2 separate regions of the Callithrix jacchus genome follow, and region 2 is linked to region 1. A link is a contact called in public Hi-C data. All regions are on one chromosome and are shown on one strand. Each heading gives the region's core, a stretch centred on a gene start, on an enhancer-like site or on the middle of the called end of the contact. The rest is flanking DNA. Distances are from core to core; before and after follow the strand shown.

Evidence for each region. A called contact is a pair of places that touch in the nucleus more often than the background predicts.
Region 2: a contact with region 1 is called in a Hi-C map of skeletal muscle, with 10 times the contacts expected there. The contact joins the promoter of IRX5 here to the promoter of IRX3 in region 1. A contact is called at or near these places in 3 of 3 Hi-C or Micro-C datasets (induced pluripotent stem cells and skeletal muscle).

The regions. Positions count from the first base shown.
Region 1 is chr20:12,222,388-12,226,017 of calJac240_pri, forward strand. It overlaps IRX3 (iroquois homeobox 3), which reads right to left and starts at 1,656. Exons shown (of 4, transcript XM_002760951.6): 1 at 668-1,656; 2 at 1-498. The coding sequence starts at 934. LOC118149693 (a long non-coding RNA gene) reads left to right here and starts at 1,876. Exons shown (of 2, transcript XR_004737297.3): 1 at 1,876-1,924.
Region 2 is chr20:12,851,213-12,854,842 of calJac240_pri, forward strand. IRX5 (iroquois homeobox 5) reads left to right here and starts at 1,900. Exons shown (of 3, transcript XM_002807740.7): 1 at 1,900-2,478; 2 at 3,531-3,630. The coding sequence starts at 2,230.

The DNA.
Region 1 (3,630 bases), core at 406-2,905:
ATCGATCTCCTCGTCCTCGTCGTCGTCCGCCAGGCCCTCGCCCCCCGTGTCCTCCTCCTCCCCCCCGAGCTCCTCCTCCTCCAGCTCTAGCTCGCGTTTGCCGTCCTCTTCGTCCTCTTCTTCGTCTTCCTCCTCGCGCTCGCTCCCGTAAGCGTTTCCCTCCTCGTCTGTGCGGCTGCGAGGCGCCCAAGTCATCTTATTCTCCTTCTTGAGGCGCCGGCGCGCGTTGGCGAACCAGGTGGACACCTGGGTGAGGGTCATCTTGGTGATGATGGCCAGCATGATCTTCTCGCCCTTGGTGGGGTAGGGGTTCTTACGGTGCTCGTTGAGCCAGGCCTTGAGCGTGCTGGTGCTCTCCCTGGTGGCGTTCTTAGGACGGGACGGGTCCCCGAACTGGTACTGGCCATACGGGTAGAAGGCGGGGTGCGGGTGCGGAAACGCGGCGGCCGCGGCCGGATGCTGCACCCCGGGGCTGTCCTTTAGCTCATACTGCGCGCCCTGTACGCACATGGAGAAGGAAGGGACACGCGCGGAGGGAGCGCGGGTGAGACCCAGCTGTCGCTGCCTCCCTCTCCTAACCTGCACCCCGCTAGTTCGACTCCCGCGCGCTCAGCTCGCCCTGCGCCCCATTGCCAACCCCTACTTCCCCAGCTCCGCGGGCTCTTACCAGCTGCGGGAAGATGGGCAGCTCCGCGGCGTAGGGCAGGAAGGCGCCGTAGCCTTGGGCGGCGGCGGCCGCAGCGGCCGCGGCGTAGGGTGCCCCGTACACGGATGAGAGCACGTTGGACAGGGACCCCGAGGCGGCCAGCTCCGAGGCTCCGGCACCCGGACCGCCCCGGGCCCCCGCGCTGCCTCCGCTGCCGCCAGCGGTCCCCGGGCGCTCGGACGGGTAGAGCGGGCGAATGTACTGGTATCCGAGCTGGGGGAAGGACATGGTGGCCCGCGGGGCACGGACGGAGAGGGGGCCCGGCCCCCGGGCCGCCCAGCTCAGCGCCGCCGGCGGGCTCCGGCGCGCATCGGGGGCTGGGCCGGGCTGGGGCCGCGCTGCCTCCCGCGCTGCGCTGTGCTCCGCGTTCGCCTACTGATCTGCTCCGCGGCGGCGGCGGCGGCGGCGGCGGCGGCGAGGAGCCAGGTCAGGTCGGAACAGATTGGCGGAGATTCCCGGGGCTCCGGGCTCTGATTGACATTTCTACGGGGCGCAAGCCCCTCCTCTCTGCGCCGCGCTCCCTCCTCTCGGCCGCGGGAGCTGCCTCTGCCCGGCCTCGCTCCTCACTGCCCTCCTCTCCCCAGCAGTGTCGCGCCTCGCTTCCTTCGCCCTCCTCTAGTTTTCACTCCCCCTCCTCGCCCTTCCTCTCCCCTCCCCTCTCTGCACTTCTCTTCCCCCCAGGATCGCTTCCGCTCCTTCGGGCTCCCGCACTGCCCTGGACGCTAGGAAACTCTCCTTTCTCCTCTCCCCTTCTCTTTCCCTTTCTCACGGTGGCTTTTGCTCTCCGGTCCGTTCCCTTCACTTTTTTCTCTCTCACTACTTCAGTCCTTTAAATATCTCTCTTTACTCACACAATACTCCCCCCGTCCTTTCCAGTCTGTGCACCCCGAGCTAAGTGAGGCAGCCGAAAGTTGTGGACACTTAGGCTGCCGCGCGGGGGGTGTGTGTCCGTGTCTGTGTGTCCGTCCCCGCCCTTCCACCCCCTCCCTCGCCCTTCCCCAAATCTCGGGTCTGACGTCGCGCCCTCTTATTCGACTTTTCCCCGCGTCTCTTCCCAGAGTCGCCAATCGCCTGGGCGCCTTACAGGCGAGGCGGCCCACCCCCTCGGATCCTGCGCGCAGGGCGGGGCGGGGCAGGGGCGGGAGCCCGGGCGCCGCTAGTCCCTGCCCGACCCCTCCTGCCCGCGCGGGGTGGTGGAGCGTGAGGCTTGGGGACCGGGTGAGTGTAGGGTCAGCTCGCCCCTCCCGCCTCCCACCCTTCCGAGCCTCTCCCCACGCCTAGGCGCGGGACCTGCCTGGGCGGAGGCTGGCTCCGGGGGCTCCACGGTGCCCGGACCCCTTGTGCAGCTCACACCTCTGGACTCCCAGCCACTTTCAGCTGCGTAGGGAGGGAGCTAGCAGCCGGCGTGGGGGTGGGGAGCGAGGGAGTGCGTCCTAATCGCGTCTTGGAGGCCACCTCGTTGCCCTGCGGGGGCGAGGCAGCCCCCATCCTGGAGGACCAAACCCTGAGATTAGCCGCTTAACGCTGCCCTCGGGTCCGTGTGCGAATCCCTTACTAAAAATGGCGGGCTGGGTCCGGGAGCTGAAGGGTGGCAGCCGGGGGCGGGGGGGTGGGGGGTGGCTGGAAGTATAAGGAGCGGCCACAAATCGGCGTTGCAGGCCAGCGCCCCAGGCGGCGGGGATTGGGGGAGGAGCAGGGCGCCGGGCGATGGAGGCCTAGGAACTTTTGGAGAGCTCTTCGAGAAGTTTCTATATTGGCATTTTCGTCTGTAGAGATCCTTACTTGCAAGACTCCTAGCCCTGCTCCCGCACCAACCCTTTTTCTCTCTGCAAGGATCCTCCCACCGCCTCCGGTGGGGAAGGGAGGCAGAGTTTTGGTTTGATGATGGGAAACTTCCGAAATCAAACTTGAAATCCTAGGATCTGGCGCCCACCTTTCTGGATTAGGGCGTGCAGCCGACAGAGGCATGAAATTCCGAGCATTGCTGCGGCTGGGGGCTCAGAGCTTTAGGCCGCGGCGACGACCCACAGGCCGGCCAACCCTACAGTGGGCACGCCCCGGGGACAAAACAGGGGTGGCGACTCTGCCGTGGAGTGGACAGGCCCAGTTCGGAGGCGGAAACCGTCTACCTTGGATGGATGGATACAGGAATCGAATTCGAATTCCACCAGAGTGCCGGGATCAGAGGCGATCAGGGGGTCTTGGCCCCGGATGTCTCTGATCACAGCTCTGGGGAACCCAGCTCTGGAATTAAAGATGCTTCCACCTCCACTGCAGACACCCAATTTCCCAAATGGGGAGAGATGCTTCCACCTCCACTGCAGGCACACAGTTTTGATCCCACTTCCCACCTCCCACCTCTCCTTGGGTTTTGGCAACGATCTGCGGCTCCAGTAGGAGCGAATGCCAAAAAACCTTATGGTGGCGGGGGACGGAGAGCGGGGAGGAAACAAGGGAAAGTTTGGGGAAGACCAGGTTTGGGGGGCAGTGAGGGAAAGTGGGGTAGTCTCACACTGCATCTGAGCAGCTTCGCTGTTACCTTCCCTCGGCCTCTGCCTGGTGCAGGGGAGCCTGGTGCCTTCTCAGGAGCCCCACCCTAGGAGGCGTCATCAGGAGCCGCCTTGGCTTTGAAATATCTCCTCGATGCCTGATTTCGTTTCCGTTTAAACCTCTCAGAATGTGGCATAGGGAATATTGGGCTCACCTTCACGCGAAGAATCTTGGGGTTACAAAATCGAGAGCAACATAATTTTCCGGATGTTTCCTAGATGTCAGACCTCGAGCCTCGAAGGCCCTGAAGTCCTAGTGTTTGCACAAAGTGGTAGCACCAGACCGGGGGAAGCCGAGAGCGAGATTCGGGGGTGGGAGTGTGTGTGGAATGCGGCTGCGCTGTAAGTGACCGGGTGAGACTCCCGATATTTAAT
Region 2 (3,630 bases), core at 650-3,149, 630 kb after region 1:
GACCCGGGCCTACCGCGAACCCGGGAAGAGGCCACCGGCGAGGCCGCCACTGGCCGGCTCCGGCCGCCCGGGCCGCTCCGCCTCGCTTAGGCATTGGCCGGCTGGCAGCCACCTCGGCCCCGCGGTCCCAGCCGCCGCTGCCGCTGGCTTCCCGTCTCCATGACAATAGCGCGATCGAAGCTCCGCCCCACCCCGCCCCTTTGGAGCCGGGACGCCAAGGAAAGTGGGCTTACGTCATTAGTAGGCGGATCCCAGCGAGGCCAGCGCCCAATCATAGGTGAAGGAGGTGTCAGGCACTGGGCTGGGCGGACCCGGGGATTCTCGGAGAATGTAGTCAACTGGTCCGTCCTCTTGGTGGGCGGTGTCTAGTGGGAGGGGAGCCGACGGAGGGGAGGAGCCGGCGCGCGAGCACTGCGGCGCGCCGCCGAGCGGGTGCTGGTGCCGCGGGCGGGTGGGTGGATAGTGTGAGCTCACGAAATAAAGTACATCTCGCCCGTCAAAGTCAATGAGAGAAACTTTGTATATAGTTATGCTTCGGCTTGCGTGTGGCCCCATTATGCGAAGTCCCCTATATCCCGAGCTTTCGCGGCGTGCCCAAACCTGTGCCAGCCTCTGTCCTGGTTCACCAGCGCCCCTGTCTGTCCCAGAGTTCGCATGCGTCCGTGGCTTGTGGCGGCGGGAGGTGGAGAGAAGGGGAGAGGGTCTGTTTTGTATTCTGTGTGGCCTTCGTGGGCAAGGGCCCTACCTCTGACTCAGTTTTGTGTGTTTGCTGCCTCGCCAGCGCCTGAACAAACAGTGGTTGGGTTGGGCACTGCTCTGCCCAGTGTTTGCAGTGGAGCGTGGGCGGGTGCGAGAGTGCGTGCGAAGGGAACGCGACTTAGTTGAACAAAAGGGAAGGGGACCCGCACCCTCGACCACAACGGACTAGGCGATGCGAGCTGCGAGCGGATGGAAAGCCGAGAGAAAGAGGCTGCGAGGCGTGGAAGTGGAGCTAGGGAAGGTCCCGAGACCTCCTCGGGTGTCGCTAATTTTCTGTCTGGCAGTTCTTGCCCACCACTTTTTCTCTAGAAAAAGGCTACCCCCGTAGTCCCAGGCACCCAGTCTTTCGTTTGACTGGCGGGGCGGGGGGGCGGAAGGGGGTTTGATGGAAGGAAGGTGAACCGGAGACTTGCAGTCGTCTGAGGCCTGCCTCTCGCCCACCTGCTGCTGCCGGCGCGGAGTGGCAGTCTTCCCGGACTTCCTGCGCCCTGGGCGCGGGCCATCCACCGGCTCTCCCAGAGACCTTCATTCCGGATCTCCAGCTGGCTCTCGAACCCCCTGGCTTGGGGAAGGAGCCAGAGGCGGGTGGGCAACGAACGGCCTCGGAGCCCAGCCTGCGGGAGAACAAGAAATCCGCTAACTCCGAGATCTACTGCGGCCAGGAGAGCGCAGAGCGTTCGCTAGCGCACAGTCCGCTGCCTCGTCCTCTTTGTGCTTCGGGGTGGCCAGACCCGCTACAGGGCCAGCCGTGCTTCGGGACTGCCGCTCCTCCCCGAGTTACCAGGAGAGGAAAGTTGGAAGAGATCGACGCGCCTAGGATGTGGTTGTCATCCTGGGGCCGGCGCTCGAGAGTCTGAGAGAAAGCGAGAGAGAGGGAGAGACCGGGGAGGGGAAAAGGGGAGGCAAAGAGGAGGGGGAAGAGGGGGGCCGCGGAGGGGAGGCGGGCGCTAGGGAGGGGCGAGAGGAGCGCCAGCGAGCGGGAGAGGGAGCCGGGGAGGAAGAGGGAGAGGGCGAGGCGCGCCTGGCGGCGGGGTTGGCTGCGGCCGCCCAGAGGCTCCTGCCAGTCCTCCCACCGACTACACCCCGGGAAGGAGGAGCTTCGGGCGCGCACAAGGCGTCAGAATCCTCAATTTCCAACTTAGCATCTTGGCAGGACCTTTGCGAAGCCAAAAGCAGAGCCCCCCGGTGCAAAGAGCGAGGGGAAAAAAGAGAAAGCAGCAAGGGGAGGGGAGGGGGAAAAAAGCCCAGCTGGGGCGAGGGAGGCGCGCAGAGGAGCGGGCGCCGCGGTCGCAGCCAGAGGCGCGCGGGAAGCCAGCGAGGAGGCGCCGCGGGCCGGAGCCCCGGAGCCGGGGCCGGAGGAGCGGCGGCCCAGGCTAGCCAGAGGCCAGGTGCCCGCCGGCTTGCCCTCGCAGGGCGCCGCCCGGCTCGTTGGCGGCAGCGGCGCGGCGCGCCCCATGCCCGTGTGTGGCCATGTCCTACCCGCAGGGCTACTTGTACCAGCCGTCCGCCTCGCTGGCGCTCTACTCGTGCCCGGCGTACAGCACCAGCGTCATTTCAGGGCCCCGCACGGATGAGCTCGGCCGGTCGTCTTCGGGCTCCGCGTTCTCGCCCTACGCTGGCTCGACTGCCTTCACCGCGCCCTCGCCGGGATACAACTCTCACCTCCAGTACGGCGCCGACCCCGCGGCCGCAGCCGCCGCCGCCTTCTCGTCGTATGTGGTACGTGAGCGGGATCCGCTGCGGGCGAGGAGCGAGGGCAGCCGGGGCCCGGCGGGAGGGAGGGAGCGGAGGGGGACACAGGCCTAGGCGCCAACACCGACCTCTCCCGCCAAGCTTCGCTGCCCCTGCAAACTTGGGCGATTGTCTCCCCCGGCTTCTCCCAGGCCTTGGACTCAGGAGTTGCTCGGACTGAGACCCGCGTCTTGCTCGGATCGCTGAGCTGGCGGGAAGGGGTTTTGGGGGAAAGGTAGCTGCAATTAAAGAGCAGCATTTGGTGTAAACGTAACCTCCGGGCTGCCCTGCAAATGTTATATTTTTGGTTTTGTTATTTTGGAAAAGTAGATCAAAAGAAATAGACCCGGAATTTGAGCAGGAGCATGCTAAGTCTATGTAAATGTGTTTGGCCTAGCCTTTAATTAGTCCTCCAAAATGTTGCAAATCCGTAATCCTATCTTCGCAATCCGATTTGGGGGTATTAAATTTCTGAAAAGTCGGTCGAGCTGCGGTGCATCCGGGATTTTTCGACCGGGTGGTAACTTCGGTCTGGGGGTAGCATTTTTGAAGGGTGGGAGTGCCCGGGCATGGCTCAGGTTTTCTTCTGCGTTTCTTTGCTGGTTGGAAAAAGAAAAGAGCCTTGACTTCCGTTGTTTTACCCCTTGCGTCCAACGTGCGGCCGCTCCCGCGCGGATCGCGGAGTCGGCTCAGTTGCCCAGGCCTCTATCTGGATGGAGGGCCCGGCCACTGTGGTCAGATCTGCTCACCGGGTTAAGGACGTGCCCTGGTAGATGGGGGCCTACGGGGTGGCACTGAGGCCGGGACAGCTTCAGGAGCCTCCGAAGGACCTGACTCAGGAATTGAGGCCCCTCTCCCTTCTGAGGAGGGGGAGGAGTTGCTCCTGGGTCTGAACTCCGACAGCCTTGCCCCAGAGAAAGCTGGAGTGCGGGCCTCGTCCGCCCACAGACCCCGGGGAGCGCAGGGAAAAGGGTGCGTCTGTCGTTCCAGTGGGAGCGGAGACCATGGCCCACACTCACCTCTCTGCGTCTCTACTGCAGGGCTCTCCCTACGACCACACACCCGGCATGGCGGGTTCCTTGGGGTACCACCCCTACGCGGCGCCCCTGGGTTCGTACCCTTATGGGGACCCAGCGTACC